Regions from separate parts of the Oryctolagus cuniculus genome. Here region 2 is linked to region 1. The links are chromatin contacts, called in public Hi-C maps. All regions are on one chromosome and are shown on one strand. Each heading gives the region's core, a stretch centred on a gene start, on an enhancer-like site or on the middle of the called end of the contact. The rest is flanking DNA. Distances are from core to core; before and after follow the strand shown. Region 1 holds the start of TMEM14A (transmembrane protein 14A). Region 2 holds the start of MCM3 (minichromosome maintenance complex component 3).

Region 1 (3,267 bases), core at 296-2,795:
TCCAAATGTCCCATTCATCTATTCAGTAGGCACCTCTCCTGCTTTATGAATCTTAACAATCTCTTCAATTAGATTTTAAGCTCTTAAAGAACAGGGGCCACTCTTTTACTAATAATAGCAAACATTACTGAGTATTTACTATGTTGTGGTCATTGCGCTATGAGAGTGGGCATTTGCTCTAGTGGTTAAGATGCCCATGTCACATACTAGAGTACCTGCTCTGGCTCCTAATGGCAGCTCCATTCTAATGCAGACCCTGAGAGGCAACAGTGGTGGCTCAAGTATTTGGGTTTCTCTCTCTCTCTCTCTCTCTCTCTCTCTCTCTCTCTCTCTCCCCCCCCTGCCTCTCAAATAAATAAATAAGTAATTTAAAAAATATGCACTGGAACCATAGTTTGAACCCAGGCAGAATGACTAGACAGCCTGTATAAACTCTTTCCTGAAACCCGGGTCTGACACTTCACAAGGCCTTTGGCAAGTTGCCTCATTTTCTTCCTCTGAAGCATCGGGGAGGTAGCAGCATGTACACCTCCTTCCCCCCACCTCCCGTTGTAGTGAAGATGAACAGTCTTTGCCCGTAAATTGCCTAGCACAGCGCCTGAAACACGTAGATATCCTAAATGTCAGATGTTATTGTTGCTTATAGGAAAGTTCATTTTATCACGGAAAGTCCCCCGTCCTTGGCAAAAAGTTCAAAATGGGATCAAATGGCAGGCCTAGGACAAGGAGTCAGCCTGGTTCCTGGGTAGTCACTCTCTATTGCCCTGTGTCTCTTTCAGAGCCCACCTCAAAAATGTCCCCTTCTGTTTTGCAATTGCTTCCCCTACCCCACCCCCCACTACATTCCAGGAAATCATTCTCCTTAGTTAGGAGATGTGGTGCAGAAACCACATATGTGTTTTTACTTGTTGCACATTCTTCTGCGTTGGCCAGTGCCCTGTGTTCCCTATTTGTTATGAAGTTTTATAACCATCTCTGTTTTTTTAGAGCTAATATTTGATGTTTGAAGATAACTTTGGCATGGCTAGAACGTCTTGCCTCGCTGAATGAAACTCTAACATTCAGCGCCCCCTGCTGTCTTTCACAGGAAAGCGCATCGACTGAGAAGGTTTGATTCGCTGATCTTGAATGTTGCTTATCGAGGTCTAAATAGAAATGGGTGTAAATGTCCTCAACTTGAAATTAGACCCACGTCTTAGCTGTCCTTGAACTCATCCTCTTGAATTTTAGTTTTTGCGCTGCCTTTGTAAATTCATTTTTGCTTAATTATAGTTTTCTCACATTTGCTTTCCTTACATTTGTTTTAGGGAGTCTTGTTTTGGGGGGTTTGAACTTGTTTTTGTTTTACTCTTGGCTCTGTATCACTTTGGCGAAGAACGGAGAGGAAGAGGGCAAGTGATCCTGGCGTTAGATTCGGGGACCCTCGGAGGAGGACAACCCCACCGGTGTGAGCCTCCAGCCCTTGCAGCCAATGGGATCTCGGTGCATGGGTGAGTGTCAGGCGGAACTAGCCAATGAACGTGCGCCTTCGGCAACGCAGGCCAGCTTCTCCAACTGGGTCATATAAAGTGGCCCGAGGTGTCCCGGAACTGGACTGGCCCTGGCCGGGGTGATTGCGGCGGTTGCTGGGGTTCAGGGGAGCTTCGCTCCGGCCCCGCAGCCCAGGCAGCAGTGCGGCCAGCAGCCAGATGTGCACGGAGTCGCCGAAGCAGATGACAGCGAGCAGCCCGGAGACCACGGGCGCCTTCAGGAACTAACGTGACCTGCTCCTGAAAACAGGTTGCCTGCGGAGCCCCGGACGCCCCCGACGGCGCTGACCGCCACCCGATGAACGGCGGTGGCAATGGCGCGGGGACGCGGGGTCGGTGCTGCGGAGTGGTGAGGGTTGGCTGCTTGGCTTTGTCGCCGTCCGGGAGCAGGGGTTGCGCTCAAAGTCCTAGCCCCTGTTTTCACTAATCTCTAATTGATAGTTAGCATTTCTTTCCGTTAGGCAAATAGGCAACAAAACAGCAGTATCGGTACCTGCATCTGTCATCTGTGGGAGTCACAGATACCTTAGAAACTGGTACACGGAACACTAATTTGAAATTATGGTAATAAATAGACCTGCCCATAGATCTGATAATCTTTAATATGTTAATAAAGAACATTTATTATATCTAGGTTTAAATGTTTAATAATCTGACAACTGTATTTCAAGAAAATTGGCATCCTGTGCAATCTTATTTTGTGCATTTTCCCAGAATGCCAAAGGAATCCATGTGACATTGGAAGAGTCCCTGCCTTGGATCATGAGTGGACAGTTCTACAAATAGGTGGAGTTGGGGCCCTGTGCTGTGACATAGTAGGCTAAGCTTCCGTCTGCCGTGCTGGCCTCCTATATGGGTGTAAGCCTCCCATAGGGGTGCCAGTTGCTGTTCCGGCTGCTCCTCTGCCTATCCAGCTCTTTGCTATGGCCTGGAAAGCAGTAGAAGATGGCCCAAGTCCTTGGGTCCCTGCACCCACGTGGGAGACCCGGAGGAACCTCCTGGCTCTTGGCTTCTGATTGGCCATTGGCCATTTGGGGAGTGAACCAGCAGATGGAAGACCTTTCTCTCTGTCTCTCCCTATCTCTGTCTGTAACTTTACCTCTCAAGGAAATAAGTAAAATCTTAAAAAAAAAAAAAAAAAGAAAGAAAGAAAGAAAAAGAAACAGAAAAAATAAGTAGAGGTGAACAGGCTTGGCTGCAAACTTACCTGGTGCTCCAGCCTTACCATTGCTGGAGTAAGCAGCACCTGGTGGCCTTTGAGTTAAGAGGACTGTGGCCCCCTTTGCCCAAGAACAACCTGATTCCCACATGGGCAAGAGTATATACAAGAGTATGGAATTCTCATAATATGCGAAGAGTTTTTCTTTTAGGTTTGGGTGAAATACCTTGAGTAGTAGTATCCCGAAGCTTTTTCCAGCTTTTAACACTCCAGTGGCAGGATGAGCTGTATCTTAAGTCCAGACACTGAGATCCAGGGGGAAATCATTTAATAGTTCACATCAGTTTAAGATAATGAGGTGCCCCATGGGGGTGTTAGTTTTGTTCTGAATAGGGAAATTTTGCTGGGATCTGCAGAGGAGGAGGCTGGAGCAGGGAAGAGCATAGAAGGGGTGGAAAGGACAGCAGGGAGAACTCTGAGCCAAACCCCCGGATGCTGCTTCCTCTCCCCCACATTACTGTCATGCCATCTACTCTCCCGTGAATCTTGTGGGACCTTATTAACTTCTTAGGATCAGTT
Region 2 (3,267 bases), core at 531-3,030, 440 kb before region 1:
GGAAAGAGGGCATCTAAGAGGAAAATGCCCACTATCTACTTTTGGTGGTGGTGGGAGGGAGGAACAAATTTAGGTGCATTTGAGGCACTGAGGGCTTCTAGGTCACCGCTGCTTCATCCAGACCCTCTCCTGGGAAACCTGCTCCAATTCAGGCAAAAGGGGAGGGAAGCCAGGAAATCCCTTTGGATTTCCTGAATTCCTCAGAGCCAGGAAATCCCCTTGGAAACCCTTGCCACTCACCGGTTAGCCCTCTTCTCATTTTTCCTGCGCAGGTCATTCACGTTGACTATCAGTCGGTACTGGTTGTCACTGATGAGCTCCCGAACTTTGCTCTGATAAATTCCCTGGTCTTCCTGTAAAACAGACACCCAATTCACACAGTAGCCACAGATTCAAAAATAAAACAGAAGCAGCTTTCACAACAAGATAATACATCTATCTCTGTGGCAGAGTTGAACTGCAAGCATCCGCTAGCCTCCGTAACTGGCACTTCTTGGGAGAAGATTGTAATCACGCTTCCCAAGCCGTGCTGGTAGTCCCATCATCAACAGCCTGTCAGTTGTCAACTCAACCTCTACTCTGGAAGTACATTGAGCTTTTAAGTTCTAAAAGGACATGTAAAAACCTTGTTAAAATGTAAAGGGAAAAAGCTAATGCTTAGAGATGTATATGCTAATTTGCTTAACAGTAGAAAACAATTTCTCTATGAATATTGAAACACGCTGGACACTTTAATATAGCCAATAATAAATGTGAATGAAACAGACTAAAGTTTACATTAAGATGGATCTTTACTTAAACTTATATACGGAATTAAAGTATTTTACTCTCGGATCATCAGCATACTGAAGGATTCTCATAACCGGGACCTAAAGGAGTCAGCTCTATGTTTCTATCCTGAACCTTCCAGGAAGCTTATCCTGTGGCTTTAGATCTTGGGTTGCACATAACCCCCCTTCACCTGCATACAAAACACTTCTTATCTGCACCTCACTTGGTATTGAAAAAAAAAATGCAGCCACATCAGCAAGTCTATTCCTCCCTGTAGGAAATCTGTCCCTAATATCTGAGCACCCGAAAAACGCGGCCGGCGACTGCCGCCCTACTGCAGTCCCTCCCCCACGGTGCCCACCGACGCAGAGCGAGCCGGGCGTGCAGCCGCGGGTGGGATTTGCCATTTTGCCGGCGCAAGAGGGAAGCCTCTCGCCTTTCGAGCGCACTGGCGGTCACATGGAAGAAACTTGCGGGATCACTCTAAAAAGTTCACCTATGCAGCACAAACCAGGGACTCACTCCACCGCGGGGGCAGTGACCAGAGCCGGATGCTGGCGTCGTCCGCGGATTTAAGGGGCCTCCGGCCCTGACCCGCTCCCCGCGAGAGCCTTCCAGCATCAGGGCCCGCGCGCCGGCGGCCCTCTCACCTCGTCATCCAGGAAGTCCAGGTAATCCCGCTGGGCCTCCCGCAGTTCCACATCGTCCAGCACTACAGTGCCCGCCATGCCCGCTGCCTCCTCCAAAGCCGCGCCGAAAGGTCCTTAGCTGACTCCGCCCCGGCGCGAAAACTTCCTCACTTTTCCCGCCACCAAAGTGTACCTCGAGGAAGAGGCGGGGACTCAGAGGGTAGATGCATGTTCTGGTTGGCTGAATCCTCTGACGCTAGAAAAGCGAGTGTCCAATTGAGAGCGTCTTCTTCTTAGGGTTTTCCTCCGGGAGCCTCGCAGTGGCGGGAAATGTGCCTTCCGGTGTCCTCTGTTTCTTTCCTCGCCGCTCCGCCCCTGCAGGCGGGGAAGCTGACCAATGGGAATGAGAGAAGTCTCGCGAAGCCCAGACATTGGGCAGCCGGAAAGGGAGACGCGGAAGAAGCCGGGAAGCGTTGCGTTCTGGGAGTTGTAGTCCTTTCCCGGTTCCGGATGTTTCACCGCGTTTTTTCAAGCTGTGGTCCCTGACCTACTACCGTGACCAAACAAGGGCTGGCGGGTTAGTCCTTCCTTGAAAGTAGACTGAACATTATAGGAGGGTTTATAACGCAGGAAGATGAAAACAATAAAGACCAGTCGTCTTTAAAATACACTTGAATTAGAACTGCCCTCAAGTGGCTTCTAGAGAGGAGAAATTGGATTTTGAGACTCTAGGAATGGAGTATAGAATCATGGCATGTGCAGGGAGAAGTTAGAGTTAGGACCCTTTTGCTATCTGAATACCTTTGCCTGAAGTACCTCGTAAAAATAGGTCGCAGAGGAGGATGAAGTGAAAGAAAAATTTTCGGTATGTACTCTGCCCACTTATAGATGGCTTTGTGTGTTATACAAAATTCTGGATGTAAGTTACTACACTGTCTTACTTGCAAACAAGTAAATTAAAGGTTTCCTTGATTTATGAAAAGATCACAGGATCCTCTTCAGTAACCTAGTGTGCAGAGAGATAAAGACAAGGTGGGGGTATTTAATGCCATCTTTGATTGAATATGAATCAGTAATTAAAATATAGCAAATATGAAATTAAAATGTAAGTTGTACAAGGTGTTCTTGTTTTAGTCCTTCGTGGTTGATTTTCTAATTATATTTTTAGTCTTTTTTGTTGTATAACTTACATGTAGTAAATGTAATTCACAAATCTTAAACATACAGATCAATGAGTAATTTTATTTATTTGAAAAGCGGAGAAAAAGAGAGGGTGAGAAAGAGAGATCTCCCATCTGCTGGCTCAACCCGGAAAAGTGCACAATGGCCAAGGATGGACCAGACCAAACCAGAAGCCCAGAACTCGATCCTGGTCTCCTACCAAGGTGACAGGGACCCAACTGCTTGCTCCATCACCCACTGCCTCCCAAAGTGCACATTAACAGGAAGCTGGAATCAGAAGCGGAGCCAAGATTTGAACCCAGGTACTCCAAAATGGGCTGCAAGCATCCCAAGCAGTATCTTAACCGCTTCAGCAAATACCCATCCCAGCTTTTACCTTTGTAGACACCACTCTGGATAATGAAAAATGTGTCAATTGCCCCAGCATATGTTTTTAATTTTTACTTCACAGGAAGTTAAAGTATCAAATTAACTAACACAGAACAATCAGTAACTCTATTCATATATCACAAATTTTTGCCAACTATTAGCTTATGTTTGAAAGCCTCCAGGATCCAAAGTGTGCTGATAAATATTCCAAATATAACCTGCCAAAACAAATATGTATACCATCTATTTGTATGTGTATTTTTTTAGTTATCATTATTCATTTTATAATTACTAAATGTTTTACGCAGTCCTGTTA

The links. A called contact is a pair of places that touch in the nucleus more often than the background predicts.
Region 2: a contact with region 1 is called in a Hi-C map of an unstated tissue, with 2.1 times the contacts expected there. The contact joins the promoter of MCM3 here to the promoter of TMEM14A in region 1. A contact is called at or near these places in 3 of 6 Hi-C or Micro-C datasets (ear pinna, psoas muscle and an unstated tissue).

Annotation. Positions count from the first base shown.
Region 1 is chr5:117,300,394-117,303,660 of mOryCun1.1, reverse strand. It overlaps TMEM14A (transmembrane protein 14A), which reads left to right and starts at 1,545. Exons shown (of 5, transcript XM_051855650.2): 1 at 1,545-1,878.
Region 2 is chr5:117,735,971-117,739,237 of mOryCun1.1, reverse strand. MCM3 (minichromosome maintenance complex component 3) reads right to left here and starts at 1,780. Exons shown (of 17, transcript XM_002714500.5): 1 at 1,422-1,780; 2 at 241-353. The coding sequence starts at 1,499. PAQR8 (progestin and adipoQ receptor family member 8) reads left to right here and starts at 1,890. Exons shown (of 4, transcript XM_051855627.2): 1 at 1,890-2,265; 2 at 2,658-2,884.